Regions from separate parts of the Danio rerio genome. Here region 2 is linked to region 1. The links are chromatin contacts, called in public Micro-C maps. All regions are on one chromosome and are shown on one strand. Each heading gives the region's core, a stretch centred on a gene start, on an enhancer-like site or on the middle of the called end of the contact. The rest is flanking DNA. Distances are from core to core; before and after follow the strand shown. Region 1 holds the start of zfp36l1a (zinc finger protein 36, C3H type-like 1a). Region 2 has its middle 51 kb from the start of zfp36l1a.

The links. A called contact is a pair of places that touch in the nucleus more often than the background predicts.
Region 2: a contact with region 1 is called in a Micro-C map of caudal fin, with 2.5 times the contacts expected there. The contact joins the enhancer-like site here to the promoter of zfp36l1a in region 1. A contact is called at or near these places in 1 of 18 Hi-C or Micro-C datasets (caudal fin) and 1 of 4 datasets of contacts at active chromatin or transcription factors (caudal fin).

The regions. Positions count from the first base shown.
Region 1 is chr17:39,659,302-39,666,726 of GRCz12tu, reverse strand. It overlaps zfp36l1a (zinc finger protein 36, C3H type-like 1a), which reads left to right and starts at 3,530. Exons shown (of 2, transcript NM_001077153.2): 1 at 3,530-3,716; 2 at 5,067-7,425. The coding sequence starts at 3,660. The coding sequence ends at 6,134.
Region 2 is chr17:39,710,902-39,718,345 of GRCz12tu, reverse strand. No RefSeq gene overlaps it. Among named protein-coding and RNA genes, the nearest start is that of zfp36l1a, 51 kb to the right of the region's middle. Within about 2 kb of position 6,110, at least 13 of the 62 cell types and tissues checked have an H3K27ac peak or open chromatin away from gene starts, as enhancers often do. A contact at or near this core is called in caudal fin, where this site is marked.

The DNA.
Region 1 (7,425 bases), core at 2,281-4,780:
CGTATCTTTGAACCAAATTACAAAAAACTGATTAATGTTTTGCGAGGTGTTTCTAATGCAACGTCTATGGGCGGGACTGTACATTTGACATTGTTTTCTCTTCTGGCTGCTGTAATCAGTCTCACACAATTTTTGTCCTTTTTCTGAACATTCACCAATTCACTGCTCTCACTGCTGAGAAACCAAGAAATGTGGTTTTATAGCTAAAAATCTATATCTTTAAGCTAATGTTGTTTCCATATTCTAGAGGTCTAAAAGAAGGCCACATTAACCTCCCTTGTTTATATTTTAGAGTTAAACTTTTTTCTTTTTCAATCCAGATCATTAGCCTCGACCATTTAAGCAACTCATTGTACAGCTGAAGTCTTTTATAAAGAGCAGAGGGGGCAAAAAGCTACTTTGTAGAGGAGCTGTATGAGAAAAACATGACTGGAGAGATCTAGTGGTGTACCACTTACGATACTGTGGCCAAGCTTTTATGGACAATTAATTTTTTTCTCATTTCAATTGTGCTTAGCCTTTAAAACACTCGCCTTAAATAGAAAAAACTGGAAGAAAAAAAACTGCTAGATGGATAGCAGAATCACAAATCACCCCAAGTAAACATACCTCAAATGAAAGAAAAATATAATATAATATAATTTGTCTGAGGGGAAATAAATAAGTCATCTGTGGACGTAGAATATATATATATATATAAAAAAATGAAATGACTCGAGTTATCAACTTAGTTGTACCAGCAGGGCGGTTACCTCAGTATATCTAACTCTTGGAAACTCATATGGTTCCTCCTACATAGCCTACTTAAAGTTTAAAGAGCAAAGTAATCCTGTATATTTCATACCATTTGAAAAGTCTCTCCTGCTCCCTCTCTCTGCACAACAAACAACGGGAAACCCGATGTGCAGGAATCTTTTAAGCGCAGATTGAAACAAAGCGCTCCCTCTACAGGCCAACAGCACGCACTGCACAAACACTCAACGCACACAAACGCCACAAATCATTTGCAGGACCTGTGAGAAACTTTTTTTTTTTTTTTTTGCATAACCATCAGGAACAAACATACAACACAATACCAAAGATGAAACACAAAAAACTAAAATAACAATGGTTAAATAGATAAAATTTTATAAATTTAAATACACAGTGTATAGTGCATAGCATTTCAACATCCAATGTAAATAAACGCGTGTGACGTCATAATCGCGTAACAAAATGCAATCTTGCACTATCCTATCTTGTGGTTTACATTATCATCAAAGTATTGATAACTTGGCCGAAAACACTTTGAAATGTAATCTCAACAGCTCCTGTCATTCTCGGTTGTGTCTCTCTTACACCCCGGGGGGAGATTACGCTGCACCCGGGAACTTGTTAAACTTCTTCTTACATGCAGAAGAAAAAAACATTGAAGATCAATGCAAAAACATGCAAGCATTGCATCTCGCCTACAGTCTCCATGAAATGCGCGCTATTAAAGTGTGTGTGGAGGGAAAGAGAGAGTAAAAAAACCCTTATAAAAACTTCCACCTCTGGCTGGGAGGGAAGAAGAGGGGTGTTGTGACCCCTTCCTCCCCTCCGTGCTCGCTCCCCCGCCCCACACAGCCCAGGGCATTGCAGCAAACATCCCCAGTAAATCTGTACCCTCCTCCAACATCTCTAAAAACTTTTGTCCTAAGTGGTGCTGTTCTTCCTCAGCTGTAACACAAATACAGAATGACTCAGTGCAGACGAAGGGTGCAGTTCTTGCCCTGTCATGGATTGCTCGGGTGGGCTGCGGGAGGGGGTTTGTCCTGACTGAGTAATGTAATTTTGATGTTGATCTCAAAGCAGTATAGGCTACTCCAATGAATTTGAATTGATACAGCATTTAGATTTTTTCATGGTACATTTTAATGCAGAAGTACTTACATGAATAATAGCAGCAAACAATTTTGTGTTTATTAGATGTCTAATAGAGATCTAAACGTAGACAAACTTGGTCTGTCAGTAAAAATCCAATAGCCATCTAAGAATAGCCAAAACTAGACTCGTCGTCAAATAGACAGATTAGATCAACTTATATATAGTCATTAATTTCTGTTTATCTAATGACTACAGTTTTGGCCTATCCTAAGACATCTATAAGGTTTTCACTGACAGACCAAATTTAGCCTTGTTTTAGCCAGGTCTATTAGACATCTGTTAGACATCTTAAAAAAATAAAGAATGCTTGATGGGATCACTTGAGGTGACTGTGAAAAGATCTACTTTATTTAATAGGTTTTTACTGACCGCACAAACTATTTTTTGTTTTAGCTAGAATACTATAATTAGACATCTATTAGACATCTTTCAGACATCTTTTAAGAACAAAAATTGCTTGTTTGGATCACTTAAGGTGACAGAATGTGTAAAAATATGCTTTATTTAATAGATTTTGACTGACAGCCCAAATTTAGTCATGTTTTAGCCAAGACGACTATGTTTAAATGTCTATTAGACATCTATTAAACATCTTTTAAAAACAAAAAAGCTTGCCGGGATCACTCGAGGTGACAGAATATGTAAAAAATATACTTTATTCCTTAGATTTTTACAGACAGCCCAGATTTAGTCATGTTTTAGACAAGACTACTATGTTTAGATGTTTATTATACATCTATTAGACATCTTTTAAGAACTAAAAATTATTGCTGGATCACTCGAGATGACGTGTAAAAATATACTTTATTTAATAGATTTTTACTGAAAGTCCAAATTTAGTCATGTTTTAGCCAAGACAACTATGTTTAGATGTCTATTGGACATCTATTAAACATCTTTTGAAAACAAAAAAAGCTTGCTGAGATCACTTAAGGTGACAGAATGTGTAAAAATATACTTTATTTATAAGAATTTCACTGACAGCCCAAATTTAGTCTTGTTTTAGCCAAGACAATTTTAGACATCTATTAGACATCCATTAGACATCTTTAAAAAAAAAAAAAATGATTGTTGGGATCAATCAAGGTGACAGAATGTGTAAAAATATACTTTATTTACCAATGTAACACTCTCCACTGGACCAGCAAAAGTAAAACGTTTAGAATGAAATATAATTGGTGATTATTAAAGCATTCATGCAGAAAATTCCCCCATGCTTGTTTTAAATAGAAGTTATTGTGCATTATTTTAGTACCTGACATTCATTTCAGTTTAGTGATAACTTGCAGATTCCAAAACTAAAGTCTAGCTGAAAAAAAATGTGCATAAGATTATACTTCACATTATGTATAAGTTGCAATTACAAGCGTTGAAAATACGCAACAACGTAAACAATGCAGTTTCAGTCATCATGGGAACAAACAACTGCACACAACACTGCTGATTTATAAATGAACAGCAGAAGAGCTGCACTAAACTTTTAAACTGCGTTGTAACTTCTATGCGCGAGTGAAAGCAAAGAGGAGAAGAAAAAAAAAAGAAAACTTGAAACGGAGCAACAGAGAAACGCCCATATGTGACGCTCCCGAAGCTCCTCCTGCATTTGGGTTAAAAGGAAATGCAGCGCGGCCACGGAGGAGCAAGACAGAGGGGGTTTCTTTTAGGGCAACACAAGTTTACACAACCAGAACTAGCTTGTTACAGTTTGAAGTTTCTGCTTTTTATTCCGCTGTTTATTTATCAACGATTGGAAGATGACCACAGCCGTGGTGTCGCCTTTCTTCGACTTCAGCGAAATGATCAACAACAAGGTATGGAGAAAAGTTTCAGCTGGATCAGTTTGTGTTGTGGAATGTTGAGGCAGGCTTTCTTTCTAGGATTAAATGCGTGGTTTTAGGCGAAATTAAGTCGCTATGAAATACAACAGTACTGCTTTTACTCAGTTTAAACCGAGACCAAATGAACGAGACTAAAGATTAGAGTTTTGCAGCCATTAAAGTTCCTCCTTTAGGCTTGTTATGGAGAATCCACGACTGTGATTTTACAACATAAGAGGATTGTCTGATTACAGATGTTTAAGTGTATGTTCTTTGCGTCTTGCTATTACATTGAACCGTTTTAATCACTCGTTTACCTCTATAAGATCATTTAAAATGCTCACTTAGTGTGATTAAGGTACACGTTCTTTAAGTAAATATGTATTTCAGTTGAGATTATACATGCATAACCGCAGACTAAATACTTTTTTATTTTAAATCAGACTTTAGTATACCTTACAAGAGTATTCACTCAACTATCTATGTATGTGCTTCCTTTTGATCTGTTTACCAACTGAAGTTTGGAACAACCGGTTTCACTACCTATAAAATGTAGAGGAAAAAATACTCCTATCTGAGAAAATAGTTTTAAATGTCTTGTTTGGGTGTAGAAACTTGAATGGTGTGTGAATCTGTGCTAAGTCAGGGCTGTCCCATGATTTCATTGAATTAAACTTTGACTAAGAGGAGTGACTTAGAAAAACAGTGAGTCAAGCTGTATATGAGTCCATTTATGTGGTTAAACCATAACTGCAGTCGGACATCATTTGTCAGTGGAGTTAATGTGTTTTTTTCTGTGCTGTACAGATGCATCATAAAGGGTTTAGTGTATATTTCTGTAACCCTTACTTTTGCAAACTCTTATTTAAATTACTACTTTTTTGCAGTGTACTATAATAATAATAATAATAATATACTGGCTAGATAAGTGTAAAAGTTTAGGAATCCATTTTATGTACACCCATCTATGTACTACATATAAACTCATATTTTCTTGTGGTGAAAAGCAGAATTAGTTGGTATGTAAAGGTTTCAAGCAGGATGATGATCATTTTAAAATCAGACAGGGTCATCAGTGTCCACAAGTATGCAAACTGAGGTTTTCTCACCTCTGAAACTGTACAAGTTGTTCAGTCTTTATTCATCAGACACGCACAGCAGTCTTTGCATTTCTGAGGCAGTCAAGCGTTCACTAAGTGGGCATCAAGCCAAACTAGCAGTTGTTTAGGCCTGTATTTACTCATGGGTATAACACAAAGCCAGTGCAAAACAGTTAAGACGTGCCAACCACATTGTGGCTTTCAAAAAAAATTAATGTTGTTTTTTTTTCTGTCCTTTTTTTAGAACAAAATGCTAAACTACAATAATAACATCCTCAGTTCTCCGCACCCTGTCTCCGTCCCTTGCACTGGGACTAGTCTGTCCATCTCTAACCCCACTGGTTGCCTGCTGGACAGGAAGGCTGTGGGGACACCCTCTACTGGTGGGGTTTACCAGCGCCGGCACTCTGTAACTTCGGCTAACACCAAACTCAACCAAAACCAGTTTTTGAACATTGCTAAGGCAGATCCATCCCTGCTTGGTTCAGGGACAGGAACCACCGGCAGCAGCAACAAAGAGAACCGACTCCGAGACCGCTCTTTCTCAGAGACAGGGGATCGCCTGCTACAGAAGTGTTCGGGCCCTGGAGGCCCCAACAGCCAGGTCAACTCGAGCCGCTACAAGACAGAGTTATGCAGGCCATTCGAGGAGAATGGAGCTTGCAAGTACGGTGACAAGTGCCAGTTTGCCCATGGCATTCATGAGTTGCGTAGCTTGAGTCGCCATCCCAAGTACAAGACTGAGCTTTGCCGCACATTCCACACCATTGGCTTCTGCCCTTATGGCCCGCGCTGCCACTTCATCCACAATGCAGAAGAGCGACGAGGGCCTCCTCCAACCCCATCCCCCCTTTCAGCATCCAACAAGATGGAGAGGCCAAGGCTGCAACACAGCTACAGCTTCGCGGGGTTCCCCAGCTCTGGAGGCTTGAGGGACAGCCCCACTTCAGTCACCCCACCACCTATATTTTCCCCCGATGAGCTGCCCGAGTGGCCTAGCAGCAACCCCTTCACGTATTCCAGCCAGGAGCTGGCCAACTTCTTCAGCCCCAGCCTGGGTAATGCACCTTTGTCCTGCTCTGACCCTTCCTCCCAGGCGCCACCTTCGCCAACATCAACCCCTTTCTACTTCAGGGCAATGTCAGAGTCTCCAAACCTCTACGAGTCTCCATCCAGTCAGCCAGACTCACTTTCTGACCAAGAGGGCTACCAGAGCAGCTCAAGTGGAAGTCTAAGTGGATCTGAATCTCCCGTCCTTGACACCACTCGCCGACTGCCCATCTTCAGCAGGCTTTCCATCTCCGATGACTAAAGCGCACTGAGCCAGACCCCGTCCCCCTTTCCACTGCATGCAGCAGTCTTGAGAGGATGAGATGCTAGCACTCCCTCCACCTCTTGCCATTTCTCTGGCCCCCTAGAAGCCGTACAGTTCCTTCCTTGTATTACTTCCGCTCTGAAACCGATGCAGTGAATTAAGGGATCTTTCTCTTTTTGAATACTCTTTTTAACCAGAACAAGCTAAAACTGTCCCGGCCTCAAGACCCTTCTGTTTTCCGGGCCACATCATGTCGAGCCCCTGCTATGTTCCTGGTGTGACTGTGCCAAACTACACAGAGTAGGAAGTGGATTAGCAAAATGCTAATCGTGAGAGGTATGAGACCGTTGTGCCAGGTGCCACAGCTGTAGTCAAGTGTAGCGGAGCTGGTGGCATGGTTAAGGGAGAACCCTGCGCCCTTCCTTCCCCCTCACAAATCGCCACTCTTCTCAAGGACACTCTTTCATAACTAACTAAAGTTCACAAGTGTCATGCTTAGACCTTTAACAACTGTCTTTGTAGACCGGCTTAAAGCGAAAAACAGGAAAAGATGTGAAAAAAAGACAAGTGCCTGGGGGTCGAGTGTTGGGGTGAATGGACCACTGTTTCTTTTTATCTTTAATATATATATTTCTTCCTTCTTTATGGCCTGATTATGTAGCTCTTGTTCTGAGTGTGTGCGCCCCCTCCCTTGAAATTGCAGATTGCACCGGTCTGCAGGAAGGACTTTTCTCATAAGGGTTGAATGAGAGTGGAGCTTTGGAATATTTCAGGCACATTCAAATGTTCAGTTAGGTGCTACATGCTCCATGTCTCGCTTACAGCAGCACAAAAACCCTGAGATGGGATGTCTCCACTCGAAAAATGAACAGTTCCTTACTATTGTTTTTTTTGTTTTTGTTTTGTTGTTCTTGTTAGTGCCCCTTTTTCCCATTAGTTGCTGGTTACTTAACATTTGTTGGGAAGGGAATCTTGTTATTAAACCTTACAGACAAACTCTTTCTTCTCTCCCACCTCTAAACGCCGCCTTCCCTCAGGCCACTCGGCAAACAGAGGGGGAATTCCATCATTCCCAAGGTGCAGTTCAACCTCATGCAGCTTCACTTTAGTTCTTCATACAAGCACACCTTTTTTCCATAGATTCTGCTCAGAGGAGCACTTCGTCATCTTTCCAACTCTTGGTTTTGATTTTTTTATTATGGTCATTGTTTATTATTATTATTATTATTATTATGGTTATATTATTGTTATTGTTTGAAAACCTTTCACAACCGAAGGTTTTGCTTGT
Region 2 (7,444 bases), core at 4,861-7,360, 49 kb before region 1:
ACGAAGCTAAAGGTCATTATTTGAAGATTAAAAGTCACTTTAAAGGGCCATGAAACCCCCTCGTTTCAGCAGGGTGTTTTCACACCTCTACTTTGGAAAAAGTCTGTTTAGGGGGGAGTGTCGGAGGAAGAAAAGCGGCTTAGTATGGGAGTGTCTATTTGAGCGCACTGAATTTCAGAGTCAAAACACACACCCACAGCGGACAATGTGACTGTGTTTACATGGACATCTGTTGTCGAATTATTTGCCAAATTATTAAATGGTGGACTTTAACTGCAGTTTGGCTCTTTCATTCAGGGAATTCATTAATGTCCCTCCCGACAAATGAGATATTTGATTAGAGGAACTGCTCTAAGCGTTTATTTTTCATGCAATGTTTGATACCGCACGGCGAATGAGAGAAAAAAAAAACTCAGCATTTCCCGGAAACTTAGATACACACGGCAGGTAGCGTCAGAAAGCCGCGTGTGTTATTCCGGTCACAAAATCCAACACGAGGTTATAGTTTTGTTGTAACTGTTAGTGCTAACTATTGCACTCGGTGCAATAGTTTGTTTGATACGAATAAAATACGAACTGAATAAACAAAGAGCACTGGTCGCTCACTTACCAAATCTGTAGAGACAGGAAAATCACCAGCAACTAGAGCCGCGTCTTTATGAAGAGGAGACTACAATCTCAGCGTTTGCAGATGAGAACAGCTCTCAGGTAAACAATAATCCTCCTTAGACACGTAAGTTATTGTTGTCGCGCGTCGCGTACACTGTTAATCCACACGTGAGTCTGAGCTCTCACAGAGAGAAAATGAAAACGAAACTTAACGGCAGCAAACTATAAAAGCAACACTTCACGCTTGTTTTGCCAACACAACGTGGCGTCTTTGCCGTCTACACTGTGACAGTAATGAATATTAATGAAGTTGCACAATAGAGCGCGCTGATTGGTTTGAACCAAGCCTTACTCATGCATTAATGCATCACACTGTAAGACGTAATAAGACACACTCAGGCACAGACGCCCAGTCTGCACGCTGGAATACACACTATTATGTCATGACCGTGACGCAGCTTCAAAAATTTGTTTCAAACAGGAAGTACGAATTTGCTTGAAATAACGCAAAAACAACCAATTTACACTTTTTAGTGAAATATAGGTGTGCGAATAGTGTTTTTAGCAGTGTGGGACACATATACGACTGTCAACAGCTCAAAAAATGTGTTTTGGTGTTTCAAGACCCTTTAAGATATGAGGCCCACACGGAATCTGTGCGCGCAGAATTTTGCAGATTTTCTAGCCCATCAATAATTCTGTTTATTTACTTGAGTAATTGTGTATGAATCTTTATTGATTCAGTTTTTTATTAATTACAGTAATTTTAGTGACTAATATGAAAATGTTCATCTAATTTATGTACAATGCAGTTTGTATTGCAAGTATTATTTTCTGTATTTTAATAGAAATATCATATGAGAGACTTGCTTTGTTTACCAAATAAAGTTAATCTAACTGGATTTGCATTTTAAACTTTGAATAAAAAGATATTATTTTTTATTTCACATAGTAAGGTTTTAGTTATGATACTCCCAAAATAATTCCGCAGAAATCAGCAGATTTTTACCAAAATTCTCAGCAGAAGTAGCAAAAAAAGTCTGCAGATTCCCTAGATATGTCACAGTGCTATATCTGATTTGATTTCAATCATATTATATACAATAATGACAATGACCCAGAGATAAAAGAACATGCCAATACTGTTGGAATCACATTCCTAACAGTTATTAAGCAACAACGCCCTGATAGCCAATCAGAATCTATCCTGATTCATGAGGTTGTGCATTTAAAGAGGCAGAGCACAAAACTTCAGCAAGTGCCTGTTATCATTTGCTAGTACTCAAGCTAAATTTAGTTAGCATAAAAGATACCTTTACATTTATCGTTCTTAGTGTGAATTGTCTTAAAACAGAAACAGACTACCGTGTGGTTTCAAAGAGTCAATAAAAACGGTCCAGACTCTGAGCAAAACCTTTTGCTTGTTTCAGAGAAAGTTCTTGATAGTGACATCTTTCGGGTCACCATACTGTGGTCGACAGTATCATGTTCTTAGGCCTTCAAAAAGCACTTAACTTCATTTTCCAGTTAAATCGAATGAAAATGAAGCCCAGAACCTGTCACGAGCAACATTTCCCCAAGAATTGTCTAGAAGTGACAATTAATAAAGATTTTATCAAGACCCACTAACATGGTCTAAGACCTGAAAGGCCGCACGTATTTAGGAAATAGCTCCAGTTGGAGGAATCGGATCCATCTATGGGGAATAGCCCAAAATAAAATCTTCTGTTCTCCCATATCGGGCCTTACATAAATAAGATATCACTGCAGGCACAAGGCACCATGGGAAATAGCCAATCCAGTCTTGTAAACATCAGCCAATGACTTCTGGCAGGCTCGCGCTCTCTCCAGAGGCATGCGAGCGGAGAGGGGAGGAGGGCAGTTCAGGGCTGGAATTCATAAATAAATCACTTTTTTTTTTTTTTTTTGGAGAGGATTATGTGTCCATAGACCCTTTCTGACTCTGTCCCCCCACCCCCCCACCAAAATAAACAAGGCGAGGCAGAAATAGCTGCTTCCAAGCACCACTACAGGAAATTATTTTAGCTTGTTGGTAATTTGGGCACTTACTTTTCTAGTGTATGAATTACAGTTAACCCTGAAACGTCCCCCCCCTCCCCCCAACATACACACACCTGGCCTGCAGAGTGGGACTTTTCACATGGAAAACATGAAAAAGCTATGGCCTGCGGAGCTCGAATGAAAACAAGATTAAAACATGAGAAACCATTCCACGCTTAAAGTTTCAAAACATAATGCATTATGATGATGATGAAAACAAGGCCGAGGAGCTGGATAAATGCAGTCTGTTTCCCAGGACTTGTTTTTTTGGGTTCTTTAAATCATTAACAAATTCCCAATGGAGGCACTCTGGCTCTATTTAAACCCACTTATCCGGGCGCTTCCCGTAATCACCCTGCTGAACAAACACAGGGAGCAAAGGATTGCTCAGTTTGCCCGACCTTGGCCAGGGAAGGTAATACTGGTGAGGAAGGATGTAGCCAAATATTCACTCTCAGGGGTGAATGTAAAAGTATCATTTAAAAATGGTCTGGTGGTCCAAATGTAGTTCTTAAATTAAGTCTCTGTACACACTTTTTAAATGCTGTTTATTGCAACACAACCTCAACATAGCAATTTGTAACTACACTACCGGTCAAAAGTTTGGGGGTCAGTTTTTTAAATAATTGATTCTGTTTATCAAGGCGGCGTTTATTAAATGTACGAAAAAATGTTAAATGTTTATACAAATGTTAAATGTTTATAAAAATGTTAAATAACTGCTTGAGTTGCTGAATTTGCTTGAGTATCGTATGTAGTTTTATATAAAATTATTACTCCAGTCATTATTGCTTTTATCACTATTACCATTATTATAATAAAAATAATAATAATAAGAAGAAGAATTAATATTAGAGTGATATCTAAAGGATCATGTGACTGAAGACTGGAGTAACGAAGCTGAAAATTCATCTCTGAAACCACTGGAATAAATAATTATATTCAATTATAAACTAATCTTGAAAAGTTTTTTTTTATAGTGCAATAATTTGTACTGTATTTTTTACTACTTAAACGCAGCCTTGGTGAGCAGGAAAAGCCTATTTAAAAACATTTCAAAATTATTCTGACCCCAAACTTTTGACCGGTAGTTTATGTTTAGACAACTTTAGCATAATCTCATTCATAGATTTCCATATGATCTGCTCACTGCTCATATCATGCTTACTTAAAAAAAGTCCTGCATTTGCATACAAATGAGACTGTATGACTGTATGTCATAAATTAGCCATCACCTGAAACACTAATCTAGTTATGTTTTCCCCTTGAGATTAGGTTGTTTATTCATAATGGGCCATTTTCGCAGACTGTGATGACACCTTTTCCAGTTATTATTAAGTGTTTTCTTGTAACTTATGACACAAAGAATCTCTTCCAATAACAGAATTTACTGTTAATCCATGTTTTCACACAAAAAAACCGACTGCTAATAAACAAACTTCAGACTCGAAAAGATCTTTGACTGTGGTGTGGTGATGAATGAAACTAAAACACATTCAATTGCTTTTAAATAAATAAATAAATAAATAAATAAATAAATAACTTTATGAACCTTAAATAGGACCAAGAAGGTCGCTGGTTCGAGCCTCAGCTTGGTCAATTGGCATTTCTGTGTCTTGTTTGCATGCTCTGCCCGCGTTCAAGTGGGTTTCCTCCGGGTGCTCCGGTTTCCCCCACAAGTCCAAACACATGCACTACAGCTGAATTGGGTCGCCTAAATCGTCCGTAGTGTATGTGTGTGAATGAGAATGTATGGGTGTTTTTCAGTAATGGGTTGCAGCTGGAAGGGCATCTGTTGCGTAGAACATATGCTGGATAAGTATTCGGTTCATTCCGCTGTGGCAACCCTTGATTAATAAAGGGAGTAAGCCAAAAAGAAAATGAATGAATGAATGAAGCCTAAAAAAAACTTTCTTTAATTAGATTGTTTGTTCAAGTACACCACAACCCAAATAGTTGTTACTTTTCTTTCCTGAAAATGACATTATACATATAAATATGCTTTAATTCCAAAGTTATAATTATAAGGACATTACAACACTATGCTTGGGGTTTTCTTATCTTACACTGTAAAAAAAAAAATCTGTTATTTTACATTTTTTTCTGGCAAAGATAACAGAAAATAACGACCGTTAAATTACAGATATTCACTGTAAAATAACAAACATGAATTTAAGAGAATTTCTGTCATTTAGTGGCTGTTATTTTATGTTCTTTAACGGCATCCCAGCTGCGAGAAAAAACGTAAAATAATGATAATTTTGCTGTGTACTTTACTATTCGGCTACAGAAAACCAATGCATGAGTGTTTCTACACTCAAAAAACATATTTTTTGGCTTGTTCAAACTACTTAATTAAAGTGAGCTGAAACAACACAATTCTTGAGATTTTTTCTTGAGAACTTGATTTTTTATGTTCAATCCACATAAATTTGTTAAAAGTGTTAAGTTTATTTAATTGATTTGTGTTGGGTCATGAATGAATTATGTGGAATCCTGCATTTTTACAGTGTAAATCAAGAGCTGAGGAAGTGCAGTTTAGTCATTGCAATCAGTCTCAATCTTTTTCATTCCATGTCACATAACTTTTGTATTTGTTTTTGTTGTGCACTACAGACATTATAGACGTAAAGGTCATCCATATACACACACATAGATGCTTCACACATGTTAACGTGCCTGCCAGTTTGTTTATGTTTAAATACGCATTAACTAAATATCACAGATACTATGGTAATGATGAACCTAATGCTATGCTAATGCTAGCTTGTTGCCTTGTGATAATATAGTTAAATCCGCTGAAGTTCATGGACTGATTTTGACTGTTCCAATTTGTGTGTACTGCAAATCTATGGAAAGAACCCAACCTATGTTCTATTTAGCTGTTTAGACCTCAAAATACCTGTTTTATTTTTACCCATTTGATCAAAATGCTTCACTGCTTTAATATTGCAATCTAAAAAACAACAAAATGGACTTCACAGCCCACTTTTGCCAACAAAATGCTACTAAACGATGTGTGATACCCACGTCACTGACCTCCGCATTTAGCGGTGAGCAGTGACCGCGTCATCAGAGTCTTCTGATCACATCACGGCTATCAGACTAAACACACAGCGGCCCGGAATGGAAATAGCAGCCTGATATTATATACAGTATGTCACAATGTTTCAGCTTTCGTTGGAACATTAGGAGCATTGTGCTAGGACCGTATTACAGTAAGCAAGACATTAGAGCAGATTTAGGAGGTGTTGCTTTTGAATCGAAGCAAAAGGGTTTTCCTGTGTGGGCATGGAAAGGGTTAAATGTGTGCATTGCTGTGGGTTGTGCACGGCTGTGTTTTTGTATGTGCACCGTGACATGAAACAGTACACAGTGCTTATAAACTCCTCTGCATGTTCCACACTGAGATAAAACATGTGCGCGAAAGCAACAGAGGCCGATATCTGCACTTCAGAGAGTAACCTCAGAACATCCTGCCCCAGTTGTAAGCACACACACACCTAGAAACTAACCCGTGCATGCCTGAATGCAATGAGATGTGTAATATTTAAAATAACCAAACCTTATAACCAATAACCAGCGCTTTCTTGCTTTTTGTCATTTACCAAAAGGAACCACGAACACTGTATTTAGACACCATTCAAATAAGCCATTCATTTAGAAAATAGTGCTTTGACCTACAAAATTTAGACAGGTTTTTGGACGTTTTGTCTTTATGGTTGTATTTTTTCAGCTGTGCGGAAATAATAAACAGATCAGAAATGCTCCTCGGGGTTTGGGAGGATAAAATTCATGTGGTGTAAATCACCACAGATAAAACCCCATTGGATGCACATTTGAAAATACTTTTCGAGATGAAATTTAATAATGGCTTGCTTGTGTTCGACAAAAAAAAAAGGAAATCCATGAACTACCAATATGCAGCAAGTAGCAGGTTATCCTATCTCCAGCCATGTACAGTCATCACTGAGCCTGGTACACTTATCTGGCACAAAAACACGTCACAGAAGATGTAGGAAGGTGTGACACCTCTGTCTAGACTAACATACTGCTGATGTCATGTCAGTCGCAGAACTGGTCGATGTTGTTTCATCTAAAATGAGTAATCTTATTGAGTTAAATAAAACTCATGTAGAATAGGGTTTTTAAATGTGCTTTTAAGCTGTGTTTATGTGCATTATACAATTTTTTCTTACTAAATGTTTTAATAAATATTAGAAAATAATATATTAATTTGGGATGTAATAATTCGAGCATGAAATGCTTAATAAATAAGACATACAGTTGAAGTCAGAATTATTAGCCCCCCTTTGATTTTTTTTTTCTTGCCTTTTGCTTGTTTGAGAGACTGACAGCAGTAAAAACAAATGCTGAATCAAAACCTTTTAAAATCCTGAATCAATATTGGAGTTACTTTTGCATGCTGGAGGAAGGACAACACCATGGTTGAAGTATTTCTTTTAGACAAGTAATGTTATGTTTAAAAAACTCTTTTAGTCATGCAAAGCTGATGCAGATTTTGCAGTTTTATGAATGGGTTATCTGCACAGAAGTGTTGTCCAGCTACTGAAATTCTTCGGCAATAGAATGATGTGACTATTATCAATAGTCTTTTTTATAGCATCGATTATGTGATTTTTTTTTTTTTGTTTAACAACAACACATCAGTAAACAGCGCTATTCTGCCTCGTCTGATTTACTAAGCTGAAGTTGGTTTTATATTTACATTAGTTTATTTTTGAGCAATGTCAACCTGGGACACGCTCTCTAT